Regions from separate parts of the Rattus norvegicus genome. Here region 2 is linked to region 1. Evidence: chromatin contacts called from public Hi-C data. All regions are on one chromosome and are shown on one strand. Each heading gives the region's core, a stretch centred on a gene start, on an enhancer-like site or on the middle of the called end of the contact. The rest is flanking DNA. Distances are from core to core; before and after follow the strand shown. Region 1 holds the start of Ralgdsl1 (ral guanine nucleotide dissociation stimulator like 1). Region 2 holds the start of Smg7 (SMG7 nonsense mediated mRNA decay factor).

Region 1 (4,249 bases), core at 969-3,468:
ATGATGCAGTTTACCAACAAAGTATTCCATCCTGTCTGCGTGATTCTTACTGGAAAACAAGCCTAAACTTGATACTGAAACTACACTGTGTATTAACTGAGGTGCTGGCAGATTACTCTGGCAATCAGAGTGGGACAGGCCGTGATAGCTGCATATTGATGAACAGGGCTCCAGATGATGTAATAACCCACACGACCTGTAGGTGGCAGCTTACTTTATTTCCTACAGGTTATTCAAACTGGGCTGGACCCTCCATACCTACTTCGTACTGAAAGCACTAATGAGTTAGCAAGCACGGGAAACGGAAGGCCAATCAGACTGTCAGAAAAGACAGTCATTTCCCTAAAAGGAGAACCAGAGTCACTTGTTCCTCCATCTGTAGTACCCAACCGGGGCTGCCGCTCCTAGTTATAACCAGAGACAGTACCTTTATATTTGGATAAGATGGATTGATGAAAAGGTAGACTGAATTAATAATGGATACAGTCATAATAATCACCAGAAATTACCTAAAATACATTAGTTTAATAAAATATCATATCCACCATAAAGATTTCTTTAAACGAAGAATAAACTCACCACTTCTGTGGAAAAGGTCTAATAAAAATTATCTACAGTTAGTGATAAACTACTGTCAAGCCTGCATAGTCTCTTAAAGAACACTTTTTAAAGAAAAAAATCCCAAGTATTTTAATAAATAAATTAGTAGCAACCAATGTGGAAGTAGTGGTAATGAAAGTTAAACGTATATGGCACATATATGTATATATTCGATGCTGTGGTTACCACTAAATATTTCTGCTTACTTCTTCATCATAATCTAGTAGAAAATCGATGAGGGAGATATGTATCTACAGACTTAATGAATACGAGTTTTCTAAAGCTCCAATTTGGGGTTTTGTGACATTTCTATTTTTCTAAGGGATCAATGCAAATGATTTTCAAGGTTATGAATATTCAGATATGCAAACCAAGGAACCAGGAACTGACAGCCATATTTTAACTAGCCTGGAAACAATTTCAGAAAAACGATTTTGATTTATAGAAGTGACTCATTCTCTGCTTTATTCACTGGGGTTCATCTTAAATTATTCCCAGGGATTCTCTACATGCATTCCCTATCCTTTTCCTAGTAGCCTTTTCTTAGCAGGTGAAAGGCTCAAAGCCTTACCTGGGAATTTTGGATTAGAAAACTCCCTTCAGCCTGTTCATAAATTATATGCAACCTTGCCCAAACCCTCTTCTTTTAATAAATAACACTGCTGATGGAAAAAGCTCATGGGCTGAATGTACGGAGGGCCTCAATTTGTTCCATCTCTCCTGGCTAGAATAAACTATGCCCGCTCCGCAAATCACACACACCCGACAGAATAGCAAGACTCCAGGCGGGACCCGTGTCCCCACCGGGCAGGAATTTTTGGAGCTCAGGTGCCCACTAGGGCGTCATCCGGTGCCCCCCCGAGAGGGTGCGGCCGCTTAGGACAGCGCACCTGAGGAATCGGGGCGCCGGCAAGTTCGCAGGCGCGGCCGCGGGGTGCAGGCGGCCTGATAGCCCCGGGACCTCCTGCCCTCCGTCCCCACCTAGAGCCGGGCACAGCTGGCCGCGTGTCCCCGTGTCCCCGCAACCCCAGGCCGCCGCGAGCGTAAGGATATTGCCGTAGGCATGAGTCCACCTCGCCCTCGTCGGGCCCGGCCTGGCCATCGCCGCCGTCCTCCTCGTCCACGAACTTGTTCTCATCATATTCGTCCACGTCCACCTTCCGGAAGCGGGCCGACGACACCGTGTTCTTCGACATCCCGGATCGCGATGCAACTCTGGCCTCCCCTCCGCGGTGCCTCTTCTTCAGCGAGCCTAGCCTTGTCCGACTCACTTCCCTCTTCCGCTCTGGGGCGTCGCCGGCAGCCGCTGCTTGCTCGCTTCTGGGCCTGCGCGCTAGCCGGCGCGGCTTCCTCCTCAGCTTCCAGCCATCCTTCAGCCCCCGCTCCGCCCCCGCGTCCCCCGGGAGCGCGCGTCGGCCAGGGAGCGCGCGGGACGCACGGCGCACGCGCGGGCCCGCTGCAGGAAAGGGGCGGGGTTGGAGGGAGAGAGGCGGGGGCGGCGGGCGGACAGAAAGCGGGCTGAGGCGGAGCGGGAGACTTGATTGGCCGCCGGGGAGCGTCACGTGACACCCGGGAGGTTCCCATAGAAACGCTTTTCTGCGGTCCAGCCTTGCGGGGGGTCTTGGGCTGGAGGCTATGGGCACTTGGGGCGCGTGGCCTGGAGTGCTGCCGCCGTCGGTGCCAGCCGCTTGTTGTTGGGGTCCGGTGTGAAGTGTGGGTGGTCGGACTTAAGCGTGGGGTGGGATGGACTGGCTGCAGAACCTAGTCCCCTGCAGTCAGCGGGAGAATGAGGCGGAGTGATGCCCAGCACGAAACTAGTGATCGGAGCCCTCCATTCGGACCGAGCGCCGCCGGGGGCTGCGTTCCAGAGCTGAGAGCCCCTTCCGGGGCTTGGGATCTTGGCACGCTGTCGGTGGGAGGTCCCCAAGGACGGAGTCGAAAGGTCACTTCTTACCTGTCAGTGCTGGGGGACAGCATCGCGGCCGGACCTGCAGAATCTCAACTCGGTATTCTCTCCATCTGGAGGGAGGGAAAAGATGCTTGGGCCGGGGCTGGGGACGGGTAGCGAAATTGGGGCAAACTTGTAGCATTTTCTAGAATCAGTCATCACATCTTAAAATAAGTAGTTATTTGGAGCAAGAATGCCAGAAGAGGGTGGGCGAGTTAGGCTTTTCAGCGCTGGCGCTGAGGGAAAATAGCGTGTGCAAGGATTAATAGAAACTGGACTTTCAAGGTTGTTATTTATTGTTTAAGGCACGCCAGATCAGCTTTTTTGCGATATTCCACATTCCCGTCAGAGGCACTAAGATTAAACAAATAATAGCTGTGCTCTGTGCATTATACTGTCGTACACGTATTTACAAAATAAAATTAATTCAGACACTTGGCTATGCTCTGCTTAGATGCAGATCTACCTGGTTTCACAAACAGCAGAAGGCTGGATGTCATCCTGTTGAGTTACCTCGTTTGTTGTGCAGTACTGAAAAAGAGCACTGGGCTTGGGATCAGAAAGCAGTGGCTGAGTTTCGACTTTTTTGCTCTCATAATCTGCGAGATTGAGGCACGTTGCTTAAAATTTGGAACCTCGGATTTCTTATTGCCAAAATTGGGCTAATGTGCTTTTCCCAAGAATGCCCCCAGGGTTCAATTCGCAGAAATACTTAAAAAAGACTCTAAAATTCTGCGTATATGTGCAATGTGTTTATTGGTTATGTAGCACAAGCTTCTCAAATTACCTAATGATAGGTTATGTTTTATCTTGCTGGTGAACGAGATTCCCAAGATTCTGGAGGGTTGAGCCTATTTTTCTTATGTATCTTTTTTCATAATTTTTCATAAAACTAGGTATTCAGAAGGTAGTCAGTGAATGCTTGATGAATTAGTGAGATATCAAAGAATCAAACTGGTGATAGAGAATCAGTCCAAAGGAGAACGATCTCAAAAGGAGAAAGATGTGCATGTGTGTGTATGTCTTTCTGTAGAGAGAGCACTGTATGTGAATCCCTTTTCCGTGTGAAGAAGCAATGTGGCACCCCCTCTAGGTATATCATTCAGTTGATAGAAATGACATTTCTTTGATTAACACTCACGGTGTGAGCTAGTAAAAAGCTCTCATGCCTTACGACAGCAAAGGAGAAATTTCTGCCTGCCAGCAGCACTTACTTTAAAAGTCTCCTGCTGAAGTACAAGAACATTGTTATGGTGATGGCATTATGTAACTTAGGATAAAGATTTGTTTAAATTCTTTTTTCTGTTTCAGTTTTGTGTAACTTCCCACAAAAGGTGCATAACATGCTCTTTTAGATGTTAAAGCAGACTGTACTTTTTGTTCTTTTAAATTGAGATTTTCTTTGAAGAGAAAATTAAACACTAGATGCACTGTTGAGTATAGACAGAAAGGAGGATTCAAGAGCTGACACAGCCCTTTCTCAAGCCCTAGTTTTTCCTTTTGTCTTACTCGGAGACACACACACACACACACACACACACACACACACACACACACACACACACACTTGGTCTCTTTAGAACTGGGGAAGAATCCTGAGATAGAAAACAACTTAATGGAACAGTGAAAAATAAAAAAATATTAGTTGTTCAAGGATGTAATTATCTTGATTGCATAGAATTTTGGTCTTCGTGTGGATTG
Region 2 (4,426 bases), core at 210-2,709, 150 kb before region 1:
AAAAGAAGTGGCAAGTTCTAAAACACTGCAGATGTCTTTGAGATCAACCTTCGAAGACGAAGCGTCATTTCTCACTGAGGTACCTCTGGAAAGAACGTCAACAGCCTTTCTGATCGCTCTCAATTCTAAATGCCTAAGAACTGCTTGTTAGATTCCTAGGCTTCTCAGCTCTCACTGAATCTCCTCCCGGAGGTCTCTCAGGTGATGTCGAGTAGGAATTAAGCAAGGGTCGACCGCCTAGGAAAAGTCGAACAGTCTCGACTGCTGGAGCCGCATCTAGCCTGTTCCTTGCCAGTCTCTTCCTTTAGGGACCGTCCTGGCGGAATCCCGCCTCCCCGCCTCAAGCAGTTGTGGGGAAGCCCCTTCCCTTTCCTCGCACCCTGACTTTGTAGTATCGCCCCCGCTTTCTCGCTCCAACCCACCACCCGCCAGTCTTCATAACCTGCGTTTCATAACCTGCGTTTCCTTCTCGGGCCGGGTCCTCTCACCACCCGGCTCTGGGAGAAAACTATGGAGGTGGTTTTCACCCTTGGAAGGTTGGAAATGCCCAGAATGAATGCCTCCGGGTCTCCCCCAAATTTTGCTGGGAGAGTAAGGGAAGAAACGGACTTTCCTGCTCGGATAACAATCTCGACTCCCAGCCTTTTAAAAAGGCAGGGAATCCAAGCCGGGAATCCTGGGCGGTTTCCCGGGAACCCGTTTCTCCACGGGAGGGTCACCCGGCCTACACACAGCAGTTACTATGACAATACAACCACAGCCTCCAGTTTCCATGGCAGCGCCCAGCCCAATCTGATTGGTTTTCCTTTCTATTTCTCCATGGGCTCCGCCCTATGCCCCTCCAACTCTCTTCTGGAGTGCTTGGGGAGGGGCAGCTGAGAGGAGGGAGGCCTTTGCGTCACTCTCCGGCGCGCGAGGGAAGACAAGAATCGAGGAATTGGCGGGCGGAACTGTAGGAGGAAGGGGTGGCGTTTCCGGTGGGGAAAAGTGGAGGAAAGGAAAAAGGAAGCGAGAAGTGGGTGGGTGGAAGGGCGGAAGGCTTTGAGTGTAACTCCCGGCTGATTTGGGCTCGATGTTGGCGGTGAGCTTGGGGTTGCCCCCTCGCACGGGAGGAGAAGGACGGATCATTAGGAAGCCTCCAGGCGCTATCACCAGACTTCTCAGCCGGCGCGCAGGCGCCACACAACTTGCTGATCCCAAAAGGGAGAGATATAGAGTAGCGGAAACCACCCAGAGGGACCGGCAGTGCTAAAGTCTCGCGAGAGCGAACCGGACTTCCTTCCTCTGGTTCTCCCTCCTCTTCCCCCGCCCCCTTCCCTTCTCCCTCCTCTTCCCCCCCTCCCGAGCCGGAGCGTCCCTGTGTCCCACAGGCCAGAGCCGCAGCTAGAGCAGCTTTCCCCACTCCCTCCCCCTCGCCTCACTCACTCCCCCCCACCCCGCGCCGAGCGAGGAGGAGTCGGAGGAGAGGAAGATGGCGGCGGCCGCCAGCACCCGCGGGGCCGCGGGGCCGCTCCGAGGAGCCTGAAAGACCCACGGAGGCTTCGTGGCGAGACGCGGCGGCGGAGGATGAGCCTGCAGAGCGCGCAGTATCTCCGGTGAGTGCCGAAGCCCGGCCGAGGTGTTGTGGGGACGGGAGGAGGCTTGGGGGGGCCAGAAACAGCGGACTCCCGAGGCAGTGGGGGAGTTGCAGCGTCCTTCTGTCCCCGGGCCGGGAGGCGCGGGCTGAGCGGGCAGCTGCGGGAGGGGGCGGGCACACACATGGCTGCCTGGCCCTCGCCGGGCGAGCTGAGCTCTGGTGAAGCCGGCGATGAGCGGAGGGAGGTTGGGGAAGCGTGAGAGAGAACGTGTGCGCGCGCGCGCCTGCCTGTGCTCTCAGGCTGCGGGCCGGGGTAGGGAGAGGCACCCCGAGAGCAGGCAGCGATCCGGAGTAGAGGTGGGTGTGAAGGGGTCTGGAGCCTTCAGCCGGGGAAACGTGGTGTGCTGGCTGGAGCGATGCATGCGGAGAGTGGAGGATGGAAGTCGGCACACCTGGGGGCTGGGAGGGTGCAGACTGGAGGGCAAATTAGAGGAGGGGGAGCCCGCAGGAAACGCGAGCTTGTTCTTTTATCGCGGGTTGGGAGTAGGGGAAATAATGCCTTCTGTCGTTAGTTGGAGGGGTAGGGGAACCCGAAAAGGGGGGAAATGGATGGGGAAACGAGGAAAGAGGGAGGTGCTATGAACAAGGTGATGTTCTCGAAAGAAACTGTAGTTGGAAGATACCATTCTGAGAGCCGTGTGCATTCATTAGGTGCGATGTAAGGAACTTGTATGAAGGAGATAGAGTGACGCATGGATACTGGTGTTGCGCGTGTGTGAGTGTGTGTCTAGCGTAAGGGAGGGAAGCAGGGATTGATACACACTTAAAGAAGGCTCACATGTATTGACATGATGTCGAGAACATTTTGAATAGGAAGACAGCAGCTGTTGTGTAGTCAGAATAGTTTGGTGGATTCTGAGTGAGGGATTGGGGAAAACACCTTGATGACAAAGGAAAATAAGGTTAGCACCTGAGATTAATTGAGGAGCTGCAAAGACTCAGAAACTTAAAAACTGGGCCTTTTTGTCTTTCAAGAACGATTTTTTTTTTAAAGGGAGGTATGGAGAAATGCTTTTCAAACATTATTTCATACCTTGTGGAGAAGGGAATTGAATGGGTGGATAATGGAATGATGAGAGTTACTTCAGCTGTTTAGAGATTAGTGATGTGGAAGAGTCCATGTGTTAGAGTGGTCCCACATATATTTATATTGCAAGAGAAAGTATGTTGTTCTGTGGTAGACAGAGTGGCTGTTCTGTCATTGAAAGAAGTTATTCATTACACTGAGAGGATGATGGGATCTGTGAATCTTTGATTTGTGAGTTTAGCACAATATGTATGCCTGATATTGTAAGTTGATACCCTCTTTTTTCTTCTGTTACCCTTATTAGTACATTAAACTTTACAGTGAGCTATGAATATAGGTGCAGTAGACAGAAATAGAAACTACCAGGACAGTTCTTAATCTTAAGGAATTTGCATCATAATATCCAATAGGTGAGTAAATTAATAGCACAGACTAATGTAATTATCACCACAAAAAGGTACCATATTGATGAGTCCTAGATGACCTGAGCAGTGGAGGGAAATCAGGAAAGACTCTCTTTGTTCATCTGCTCATTTATACTCCTATGATTCATCGGTTGTTTGGTTGATCACCTGTACGTAAGGCATTGTACCAACTGCTAAGAATAGAAAGTAAGAACTCCACCCTCTTACAGAACTTACAAGTTTGTTAGGTTTTAAAAGAAAAGAACACTTAAACTCTTAGGATGGACAGTCTTCTGACAGCCGTGAATTAAGAAAGAGAGATTGTAAACGGAAGGACATGGGTAATAAGGAAATGGAGGGAGAGTGGTGCTAAGTTAGGCAGTAGTGCTGGGGGGCATACAACTGGAAAGCTTGAATGGAGTTTAACTTGGTTCTTTTATAGATTAGGAAGGTGAATCCAAAGAAGTTACTGAGCATCTTATGGCTGGTGTGTAAAAACAGACTCAAATGTTTGCTTGTCTTGGAGCTTCATGTCAGCGTTCTGTGCTGCCTGACTATGCTCATTCTTTGCCCAAGTGTGAATGGAGGGCTTTCTATATTCTAGGAGCTGAGTCTCACTGGTGAGCAGAAGGGTGAGCATGGGAGAGTAGGTCTTGATAGAAAGTCAGTAAACATGAGCAGATAAATACACAATAAGGTCCTTTGAAATGATAGAAGGGAAAATAAGGGCATGTGCTTTTATGTAAGCACAGGAAAACCTATTCTGTAATTCGATGCTAAAAGGGTCTTAAAAAGTAGACATTAGAAATTTTGTAGTGAAAGATATAGCTTCATTTGTGTAGCATGCTAGCCTGACACGCACTAAAAAAAAAAAAAAAACAAGATGTGCTATAGTCGTCCTGTAATCCAATCATTCTGGAAGTGGAAACAGGAAGATCAAAAGTTCAAGGTCATCCACTATTAGCAAGGTCAAGGCCACCCTTGACTTCTTGAGCCCCTGCCTCAAAGAAATCTGAGGTGCTTTGTTAAAAGACAATTTGTATGTTCACAGCATTGAGAAAATTATTGTGTTATAAAATATGTGGACCTTTAGGGCTTGAAATAAGGTCTTGGCAGTTGGAAGACTGTGTGGTGACAAATATTAGGAAAGTGCTGATACTGTTAATGCAGAGATAGCTGGCTTTGAGAAGCTTCTGTGCCAATGTATCTTTTTTTGTATAAATCTGCTTGGAGGGAAGAATTACCCTTAGGTTATGGAGTCAGTGACAGGTTGGTACCAATTTGGCTCTGAAGAATGAAGAAACATGGAATGACAGCTACATGTCCAGCTGCAATCCAATAGGCAAAAAGTTAGAGGCA

Evidence for each region. Hi-C and Micro-C count contacts between places; a contact is called where the count stands out from the background.
Region 2: a Hi-C map of prefrontal cortex shows a contact between it and region 1, with 4 times the contacts expected there. The contact joins the promoter of Smg7 here to the promoter of Ralgdsl1 in region 1. A contact is called at or near these places in 7 of 12 Hi-C or Micro-C datasets (Schwann cells, frontal cortex, kidney and 4 more) and 1 of 1 datasets of contacts at active chromatin or transcription factors (oligodendrocytes).

Annotation. Positions count from the first base shown.
Region 1 is chr13:67,451,988-67,456,236 of GRCr8, reverse strand. It overlaps Ralgdsl1 (ral guanine nucleotide dissociation stimulator like 1), which reads left to right and starts at 2,218. Exons shown (of 19, transcript NM_001105957.2): 1 at 2,218-2,606. Arpc5 (actin related protein 2/3 complex, subunit 5) reads right to left here and starts at 1,858. Exons shown (of 4, transcript NM_001025717.1): 1 at 1,654-1,858. The coding sequence starts at 1,796.
Region 2 is chr13:67,597,470-67,601,895 of GRCr8, reverse strand. Smg7 (SMG7 nonsense mediated mRNA decay factor) reads left to right here and starts at 1,459. Exons shown (of 24, transcript NM_001415740.1): 1 at 1,459-1,595. It overlaps LOC134481570 (a long non-coding RNA gene), which reads right to left and starts at 791. Exons shown (of 2, transcript XR_010057226.1): 1 at 457-791.